Regions from separate parts of the Bos taurus genome. Here region 1 is linked to region 2. Evidence: chromatin contacts called from public Hi-C data. All regions are on one chromosome and are shown on one strand. The core of a region is the stretch at or near the end of the contact, and the rest is flanking DNA. Distances in the headings are between cores, read along the strand shown. Region 1 overlaps ZBTB16 (zinc finger and BTB domain containing 16). Region 2 overlaps ZBTB16 (zinc finger and BTB domain containing 16).

Evidence for each region. Hi-C and Micro-C count contacts between places; a contact is called where the count stands out from the background.
Region 1: a contact with region 2 is called in a Hi-C map of liver, with 4 times the contacts expected there. The contact joins two enhancer-like sites. A contact is called at or near these places in 2 of 11 Hi-C or Micro-C datasets (liver and skeletal muscle).

The regions. Positions count from the first base shown.
Region 1 is chr15:24,751,077-24,755,776 of ARS-UCD2.0, forward strand. All of the region lies in intron 4 of ZBTB16 (zinc finger and BTB domain containing 16), which reads left to right. Among named protein-coding and RNA genes, the nearest start is that of NNMT, 55 kb to the right of the region's middle. Within about 2 kb of position 1,950, at least 2 of the 102 cell types and tissues checked have an H3K27ac peak or open chromatin away from gene starts, as enhancers often do. A contact at or near this core is called in liver, where this site is marked.
Region 2 is chr15:24,702,610-24,707,317 of ARS-UCD2.0, forward strand. The region is part of intron 3 of ZBTB16 (zinc finger and BTB domain containing 16); the gene reads left to right. Among named protein-coding and RNA genes, the nearest start is that of NNMT, 100 kb to the right of the region's middle. Within about 2 kb of position 2,007, at least 44 of the 102 cell types and tissues checked have an H3K27ac peak or open chromatin away from gene starts, as enhancers often do. A contact at or near this core is called in liver, where this site is marked.

The DNA.
Region 1 (4,700 bases), core at 700-3,199, 48 kb after region 2:
TTTGCAGGCATACACGGACGCAGAATATACGTAAGCATCCTGATGCTTGGTGGCAGCTTTTCCAGCCTGTAGGCCCCCAGGCAGCAGAAAAGTCAACCTGCCCTGATCTCTGGCCCTAGAGTCTCCATCCACAGGCTACACAGATTCCTTTCCTTTCACAGAATCTGTTTAGGCTCCTTAGGATTTAGGGGAGGGAAGAACCACGTGGCAAAATCACTGAGTAAATAAGAATAATCAAACAGATATTCCCTGGAGAGGTTTCTTTCTATGAAGATGTTAATTAATATGAGCATTCTGGTCTCATGTTCAGAGGCAGTCTCCTGTGCAAATGGTACACGACCGCCCACCCAGCCCTGAGTAAACCAACTCTTCGGGATCTTCGCCTTTTGGAGAATGAACTAGTTTGGGGGAATCAAGCCAGATTCTGTCAGAGATGGAAGTTGCTTTGTCTGAAGTTAAGCACATCATAAAAAAAAATCACAGTGGAAAGAGGAAAAGACAGCTTAGCCATCAGTGCAGCTGAGTTAGAAAATGTCGCAGGAGACAGCCAAAGAGACACAGATGTATAGAGCAGTCTTTTGGACTCTGTGGGAGAGGGTGAGGGTGGGACGATTTGGGAGAATTGCATTGAAACGTGCATATTATCATATATGAAACAGATTGCCAGTCCAGGTTCGATGCATGATACAGGGTGCTCGGGGCTGGTGCACTGGGATGACCCAGATGGATGGGATGGGGAGGGAGGTGGGAGGGGGGTTCAGGATGGGGAACACGTATACACCCGTGGTGGATTCATCTCAATGTATGGCAAAACAATGTGATATTATAAAGTAATTAGCCTCCAATTAAATTATATAAATTTATATTAAAAAATAAATAAATTTATATTTAAAAAATAAATAAATAAAAATAAAAAATAGAAAATGTCACAGGGAGTCCACGTGCGTCCCCCAACCTCCTCTCAGCCTGTCCTGCTTGTGCACTGCCCTCAATGTTTCAGAAAACCCAAAGCTCATGAGCTGCCCAGGTTGTCAGAGCTGAAAGATTTGAGGGCTGTGTCTGTGCTGTCCTTGTCTGAGGCCTTGTACAGTCCGCACGGCCCCCTCCCCACTGCTCTGTTGTCCAGACCCCTCACATCAAGAGGTGGTGTAAGCTTTCTCTGTACTGGTATTACTAACGAACTAGTCTTATCTCAATAGGCCGTTGTTTCCAAAAAACAGCTGATGTGAGGGGGAGGAAGGGAAGACCAGGGAGAAGGGAATAGGATGGGTGACCTGGGGAGCATTTGGAGAATGGAGGAGCCAGGGAGGAGTAAGAAACAGGTCTGTCCAAAGAGAAGGCTCAGGCCGTGAAAAGGAGTGGGTGTGACCACACAACGTCCACTGGGGCTTGTTACTGGCGTTGCCTGCGTGGAAAACCCTCCTGGAACCAGACATCTTGCGTGAGTGGTGGTGGGGAACCTGTCTTGAAGTCCTTTGGAAGGATAAGGTCTTTCTTGTTGATCTTTGCCGCTGATCCCAGAGGCTTCAAAAAGCTGCACGGTACTTCTCTTTGAATTCAGATGGGAACATTTTGACAATTCCTCACTTCTTTCAAAGACCTTTGTGAAGATCCACCAAATGAACAGTTACTGTAATGCAAATAAACAGAAAGCGTCCTCAGTATTTGCCAATTCTCAAAGGCCCCTAGCACTAGTCTAAAAAATCATAAGCTTCCCACCTTCTCACCCCCCCCAAAAAGAGTTAGGAAAGATGAATGAGTAAACACTGCTTTCTCATTTCCAAGGGTTTTGAGAAGTGGGGGATAGGGAAATAGTTGTGGACAAGCTGGACAAACAAAGGGACCTGAATGGATGTGGGCAATGCCAAGGCCCCTTGGCCTGGGACCTGGTATCTCCCAGGGGCTCCCTGTGTTGTCACATTTGCTTACAAGAACACCAGGTACTACACTCACCGCTGGCAGGTCAACCGTAGAGCCACAGGAACTGGGTCTTTGACCAGGTCAGAGAGCAGCCCTGGACTCAGATCTGCAAAAGCCTGTTGAACTCTTGAAAAATCAATCTTGAGTTTCCGAGCAGGATAGTATTGGAGGTCACAGCTTATGTGTGTGATAGTGACGCAGCTTTGGGCATTTCCATTAGCAGCTCTGTTGTAGACGTTTTCCATCTGCTGTAGAGATGGAGTCTCAGGATAGGACAGTATACATCATCACCCTCTGAAGAAGGATGAAAGCAGCCCGCCCAGAGTGTGATTTGGGGACGCGCACTGCCTGAGTGTAGAGGACTGTGTCCTCTGGGCAGCTCAGAGCAAGTCCTGCGGGGAGAGCTGAGGGCCTGCTCTGATCTTAGAGGAGGAAGAGGTAGCAAGTGGACACCAGGTGCACGTATAGCCTTGGGTCCACGTCCTGCCAGGGGCCAGGAGGAGTTGCCAGCTTTAACATCAGGTTCCAAACTGTTAGTGACTTGTTGGCTGCCAGCTCACAGCTTTGGCCAGAAAGTAATATCTGGTAACTCCGTTCTACAGTCCTTTCGTTCAAAGAGCTGGATCCTCCTTTGGTGCAGATGATTTTCCATCTTGAAGAGACATCTGGGTGGGTTCTGCACTGGGTGCCACATGTACCCCCTGGGTAGTTCTGCACAGGAGGGCTTCCAGGTTGGGAGGTGAAGCCAAGCCCAGGAGAGCCCATGCCCAGATTCTGGAGCATATGGATACGACTTCACACTTGTCATTCATACTATTAAGTATATTGTAACAAATATTCAAGCTTTTAAGGGATCCCTTTACAATACACTTTTTGGTAGTTTTTTTTTTTTTTTTTTTTAATCTCAATTTATCAGCTTTCAGATGATCACTAAATCAGAATACACTGTTTCCAGAACACCAGAACAAAAAGACTGCAGACGTCTTGCTAAAGATTATTCTACAGTCAGGAAAACTAATCATAGAAACAGACAGGCCCAGAAGCCTGCAACTCACAGGGAATCTGGGCTGGTGGTGGAATGGCTGAAGAGGGTAACGAGGCATGTTTTACTTGAAGTCAGTAAGAATCAAATATTAATGGCGTGGACTTTAGAAATCGTAACTTGCCAAGGACCGTGGACCAAACCCACAGAGATATTAATGGTTAAAACTGTGTGTATCGTTTATTTATCCATTCAGTAAATATTTATCAACACCCATCATATACCTAATAGTGTATTAGGCTCTGGGAATGCAGTGGTGAGTAAATAGAATGCCTGTCCTCATGGGGCTCATGTCTTACAGGGAGGCAAGATAGGTAAATAAGCAAGTCACGTACAGGATAAATATTGTTACAGTGGAGGCATAAGATGTTATAAGAGCACACATGGAGGCCTCCACATGGATGGGGAGTTGGGGAGGCTTCTTGGAGGTGGTGTCTTCTGCAGGATGAGAAGTTATTAAGTAAAGAAGATAGGTTACTGGGGGAGAAAGGGAAGAATGCCAGACTGAGGTCAACAATGCTCAGAGTTGGAGTCAAGTTAGGCTGGTGTATGAACGGAAAAATGGGAGTGGGGAGTAGGGCTGAGGCCTGAGTGTGGTGAGATGATGGACATTAACTGTGAAAGACCCCTAAAAGCCTTAAGTAACTATGTGTTTTTCCTGAGGGTGATGGGGAGCCGTTAAAAGGTCCTCGGAGAGTGACATCAAATTATGTTGTAGAAAAATGACTTGGACTACACAGTTGTGAATAGACTGGAGGGGTTTATACACTGAAGGCAAGGAGATTAGTAAGGAAAGTATTGCCGTAATCCAGGCAAGAAATTGTGGTAGCTGGAACCAGTGTATTTACAGCGAGGACGGATAAGAAGTGGGAAAAGTTCACGGTACTTAGGAGGCTGAAGAAATTTGATAACTGATCTGTTGTCGAAGATGAGAGAGAAAAGAATCAAAGATGATGGCCCCTTTTCTTACTTGGGGCCCAGTGGGTGACAGTGGAAGCCCTTTATTGAAATGGGGGTGAAGGAGAAGAACTTTGTTATTGCTGTTAAGATGATGAACAGTTTTAGTGTCACAGCACTGAGGCCTGTGTGACATCCAGTGGGGACCCATAAGAGGCATTTGGATTCATTGTTATGTCTGGAATTCGGGAAGGAGGGAGATTTGCTGGCCATGTATCTATTGGTGTCATCAGCATATAAATGATTCTTGAAGCTGATGAGTTTACAAAACAAGAGAGGAGAGCCTGGAACAGAATCCAAAGGAACTCCAACATAACTGTGCTGTCCAGGATAGTCCCAACCCACCATGGAGATTAAAACAGAGTTGCTGGAAGAAACGGGATGGAGACCAGGAGAGTGTGGTGTCATGAAAGAGGTTTCTAAAGGGAAAAAGTAGTCATCAGTCTTATGCTGCCATTAAGCCCCCTAAGAGGGACTAGAAACATCTGTTGGATTTAGTGACATGGGGTCATTGGTTATCAGAGGCGAACAGTCTTGGTCTCCGTGGAATGATGGAAGCAGGGCTGACATCATGGTGGGTTGGGCACATGGGAAGGAAGGGGAGGCAGCATGTGTAGGCAGCTCTAGGAGTGGAGGAGGCAAGGAGTTAGACTGATCCAAGGGTAGCGTTTGGCGGGGGTGGGGGCGGTACAGTGGAAGGATAATGGGCAAGGGAGTTCACGAACTGGCCAGAAAGCAGATGGGAGTTGAACCATGGGCCCTGAAGTAGGGGCTGATGGAA
Region 2 (4,708 bases), core at 757-3,256:
GCTGGAACCAGGGAACCCAGCCCCAACTTGATCCAGCACCACTGTCCCATTGCCAAGGGTTGTAAGCATTTGGGCCCCTTTACAGCCGCTTTATGGAGAAGGAAATGGCAACCCACTCCAGTATTCTTGCCTGGAGAATCCCATGGACGGAGGAGCCTGGCGGGCTACAGTCCACAGGGTCTCAAAGAGTTGGACACGACTGAGCAACTTCACTTCATTCACAGCCACTTTAAGCCTCCTTTGCCCTGTTTTTCCAGCTTCCCCAGAGACTCCCGTTCATCTTTTCTTCTCCCTCGGGTCTCCACTTAAAACTAGTCATTTACAGATAGAAGGATGAAGTGATTCACCCACGACTATACAGCTCAGACAGGGCCAGTTCACCTGCCTCATCCAAGGGTGCCCCTTCTCTTATCCAAAACAGCTGAAGACCGTGCATTCAAGGGCCCCAGAGAATACAGTGTCTCTCCTTTCTGAGCCGCTTGCTCATCATAGGTGGGAACTATGGGGCTAGAGTATTACAGACTGAAGTTCCTGAAGACTCTGTCCAAAGGCTGGTCTCCCGGAGCTCATCAACTTGATGCAGTGAAATTATTCTGTAATCATAATAACTATCCAGGTACTTACTGTGTGCCTGGTACTTCATACAGGTTCTTGTTCATGCTATCTTATGAGGATAGATAACCCCATTTTAAGGAGGGAAGTAAGGCCACAAAGTTGTTGCCAGGCCCATACCGCCAGTGAATGGCAGAACCCCAGAGCCCTGTCTGGCCAGTGGCCACTGTAGGGCTGTACCTCAGGGACATCTCCGAGTTGGCACGGCATTATCTGGAAGGAAGTCTGCTCACAACAAAGGCTGGAGTTTCCATGGTAAGAGAGGTGTTGGTGCCTTTGCACCAGTTCCCACTATACCTTGATTAGCCAGACATGGAAGTTGCCCAGGAAAGAAAGGGGTTAGAGGCAGTGGGAAGGTGACCCCCATATCAGCGCCTTAAGATTTCAGAGACGTTTGTATGTTGTTTTTACTGCAACAGATTTATCATCCCACTTGTATTTTACTCAAAGTAATTCACCTTAAATAGGTATGCACTCATCTCAGTAGGAGGCTGACAGTGCTGTGGCTGGCGTTGTGCCCACAGTGTGTAGGGACCAGGGTCTGGTGCAGAGAGCCCTTCGTCCTGGGACGTGGGGGCGTGGCCGGAAATGTGCATTGTTGGTTTCTATGGGGGCTCATTAGGAGTGCGTAATCATCGGTGTCATCTGCCTTTATCTTCCACTCCCCAGAGAAAGTCTCCTAGAGACTGGACCAGAGAGGGAGTCTCTCCTCCTTTGTTTCTCTTGTTCTTTGGTCTGGGGTGGTGAGAATGTTTTAAATGTTATGAGATGTGTATTACATTCATTTGATGTCTGTGTGGGTCTCAGACACTGACCCCGGGGGAAGAGGAGCAAGCAGTGGTAATGACGAGGAAGTCAATTTGACAACCAGCTTTTATTGAGCAGTTACTGGATGCCGGGCATGGTGGTAAAGACTTTACATATAGTATTTAAATGAGTCACCAGTCAGCCCTGTGAAGTAGATACTCTGTGCCCAGTTTTACAGGTGAAGAAACAGGTCCAGAGAAGATAATTAGCTTACTTGGGGGTGGTAGTTAGAAATGGTAGAACCCAGGACTTGAACCTGTGTGTGTTTTGATTCCAGAGCAAGGGTTCTCCCTGCTCTGCAGCTGTGTATTTAGTATATGTGTTTCTATGGGCCATGGACTGTGTTTCTAAGCCTAGTGGGTTATCTGCTGGTGTTAAAAGTGGTAACAGAGGAGCTTTTCTAAGCCTCTCCGGGCTGAGAACTGAGTGATAGGGATGAGGGACACTGTGTTTGGCACTTGGCAGTGCATTGATGGGAAATTGACGTCTAGAGATCAGGAGAGTCTGCCGCCCAGAATCCCCGGTCATTCCGTGATCTCTGTCGCCTGGCCAGGGAGTCTGTCCTGGTGACTTTCTGAGTCCTACCTTTGATTGAGGCCCAGGGTTATTAGTTCACCCTGCCACCCCCATCTTGCAAGCTGGGCCAGGCCCGGAGGACCTTTCTCCTACTTGGTTGTCACGGAGAACTACCCTTGAACCATATCCTGAGCCAATCGATAGGGCTGGTTGTTTTCCGGGCAGCCCACATCTGCCCACCTGCCTTCCCTGTTTCCTCTCCCCTAAATCTGTGTCTCTTACAGAGATGCTGGTTCTGTATCAGTTTTTGTTTTGTTGATAAAGGTGAAAGAGTGCACGACTGAGCTAGAGAGAGAGCGAGCGCAGGCTTTCCAGCTCCTCTTAGGGAGTACACATCTCCTTGAGTGAAAGAACATGCAGTGCTGGCCTTTGGAATTGGCAGCCAGTGTACTGTTCTCTGTCAGATAAGAGGTACTGTAAATAAAACTGTACACCATGGCCCGTTGTAAAATGCCCGGAGTCTGTACTCATTGTTCTGACAGCTTATGCTTTTTTTGGGTCTGCTGTTTTGGTACACTCTGTACTTCCTTATGTAAGCAGGCATGCATATCTCATCAGAACAGTCAAGATGTTTATTTTAAAATCTCAAGGAATTAAAAGAAAAAGGACACAGTACTCAACATTAGATGCTGGCAAACGTTAGGTGTTTTTTCACTGGTTCCTCCCTGCCCCCTCCCCGCCCCTTCTTGTTAGCACGGGGGTGGGAGAGTTTTGGGAGACAAGGGATTTTGAAATTTTTTCCTTTTATCATTGGCTTGTGCCTTACTGGCTTCAGAGAGGCTCCAGGCCACATCTGATTGTGTGCAGTGCCTTCTCGTCCCCTCCCTTAGGTACTCGGGACCCCCAACCCCATTTCTGGGCAAGAAGGCCCTGTGCTTTGCCAAGGAGGAGCGGCCTGAGGGGGTGGCAGGAGAGGAGGGTGGCTGTGGGCAGCCTGCCTGACATGCTTCTACTGGATTGCAGCTCTGTTGTTGGAATGCTGGGCATTGATAGAAAGCTTTATGGTTTTGAAAGTGCTTTTCTGGCATGTCTCGCCTTTGATTCCTGTGAGTCGGGGTGATCCTTAGCCCAGAGTGAAGCGGCTCCCACACACACACAGAGGCCGCCTCCATGTGGGCTGTGGCAACTGCCTCCTTTCTTTTCACCCAGTCTTAACCTGCTGTGAGCCCTCCTCCTTCCTCTGGCCCTTGTTTCACTTTCTGGAGGCATCAGGGAGGAAGGGGAGAATTCAGAATGGTCAGGTGGCTCCTCCCACCCGCAACACCCCCCCCCCCCCCCCCCCCGCCACCTTCTGTTGGATCCCTGGGTCGGGAAGATCCCCTGGAGAAGGAAATGGCAACCCACTCCAGAATTCTTGCCTGGAGAATCCCATGGACAGAGGAGCCTGGCAGGCTACAATCTGTGGGGCCCCAAAGAGTCGGCCACAACTGAGGGGCTAACATAGCCCCATTTTTCTCAGCTAAAGTCAGCGTCTGGACTAGGAGTGGGTGTGCTCAGCAGATCTCTGCCAGCCTGTGGAGGGTCCACCTGGGCTGATCAGAGGCTGCCGAGTGGGCTGGAGGGAGGGCTTGCTTGTTCACTGCAGCGGAGTGAGCCCTGGGCGGCTGGACAGGGAGCCAGAGGGCGGGCAGAGGAGAGGGGCGTCTTGCTCCAGGGGAAGCAGACAGCTCCACTTCCTGTTTCCCATTCCTTTTCCTCCAGACTGCCTGAGTTCCAGGCGGAGACCGTGTCCTTGAGTTTTGAAAAAGGGACAGCAGGCAGCCCAGCACGTGTAGACCAAGGACTCTGCCACCCCCTAGGGGATGGCCTGGCAGTGCCCTGAGTGCCCAGTGTCCCCTTCACAGGCCAGTTCTGCAAACCAGGAACCTGCCTGAGGGTTTCTTGGTTTATGGGGCAATTAGTGAGCGCCACCCACGCGTCAGGTACTGCGGAGAGAATTGGGGATGGAGTAGAGTGGTGGTCCCCAACGTTTTGGGCACCAGGACCAGTTTTGGGGGATGATTCAGGGGGGTGGGGAGCTCGTTTGGGGATGATTTGAGCAGATTACGTTTACTATGCAGTTTATTTCTGTTATTGTTACATCAGCTCCACCTCAGATCATCAAACATTAGATCCCAGAGGTTGGGGGCCCCTGGAGTAGAGGACAAGCCAGATGCCAGCCCTGCCTGCTCTCATGGAGCTTGCAGTCTGCTGGGGAGACAGAGAGAGGAAAGGAGTCCGGCAGGCAGCCAGACCTGTGAATGGAGCTCCTCGGGCAGCGATGTAGAAGCTGCAGGGGTGTGTGGGGAAGGGGGCAGGATACAGAGAGCTGTCAATACTGACATGTTGGTCCTCTGATAGATTGCTCTGCTCCCTCAACAAGACAATCCCTCACCTTTTAAATTAGCACGACAAGGCATGTGTGCGTGTGCGTGTGTGTGTGTGATTATAGTGAAATATGTCTTTACAAATGTGAGCTCACTTTACAAAAGATAAATGGCCCCCAAATAGCTGTACATTGAATTTCAGTAAAATCAATCATACTTCGCACAAAGGAGTTCTTGAAAGGAGTCCTGGCCCCGAGCCCATCTGGGCTGGTGGTCAGTGTCACTGACCGGTTCTGTGGCTCTGCCCCGGCCCGTGGGGCCCAGCACTTTGCCCAGCTTCTTACAGCCCCTTTGGGACTGTCTCTTGCTGTTCCCATTTTACAGAGGGAGCGACAGTCTCACTGAGA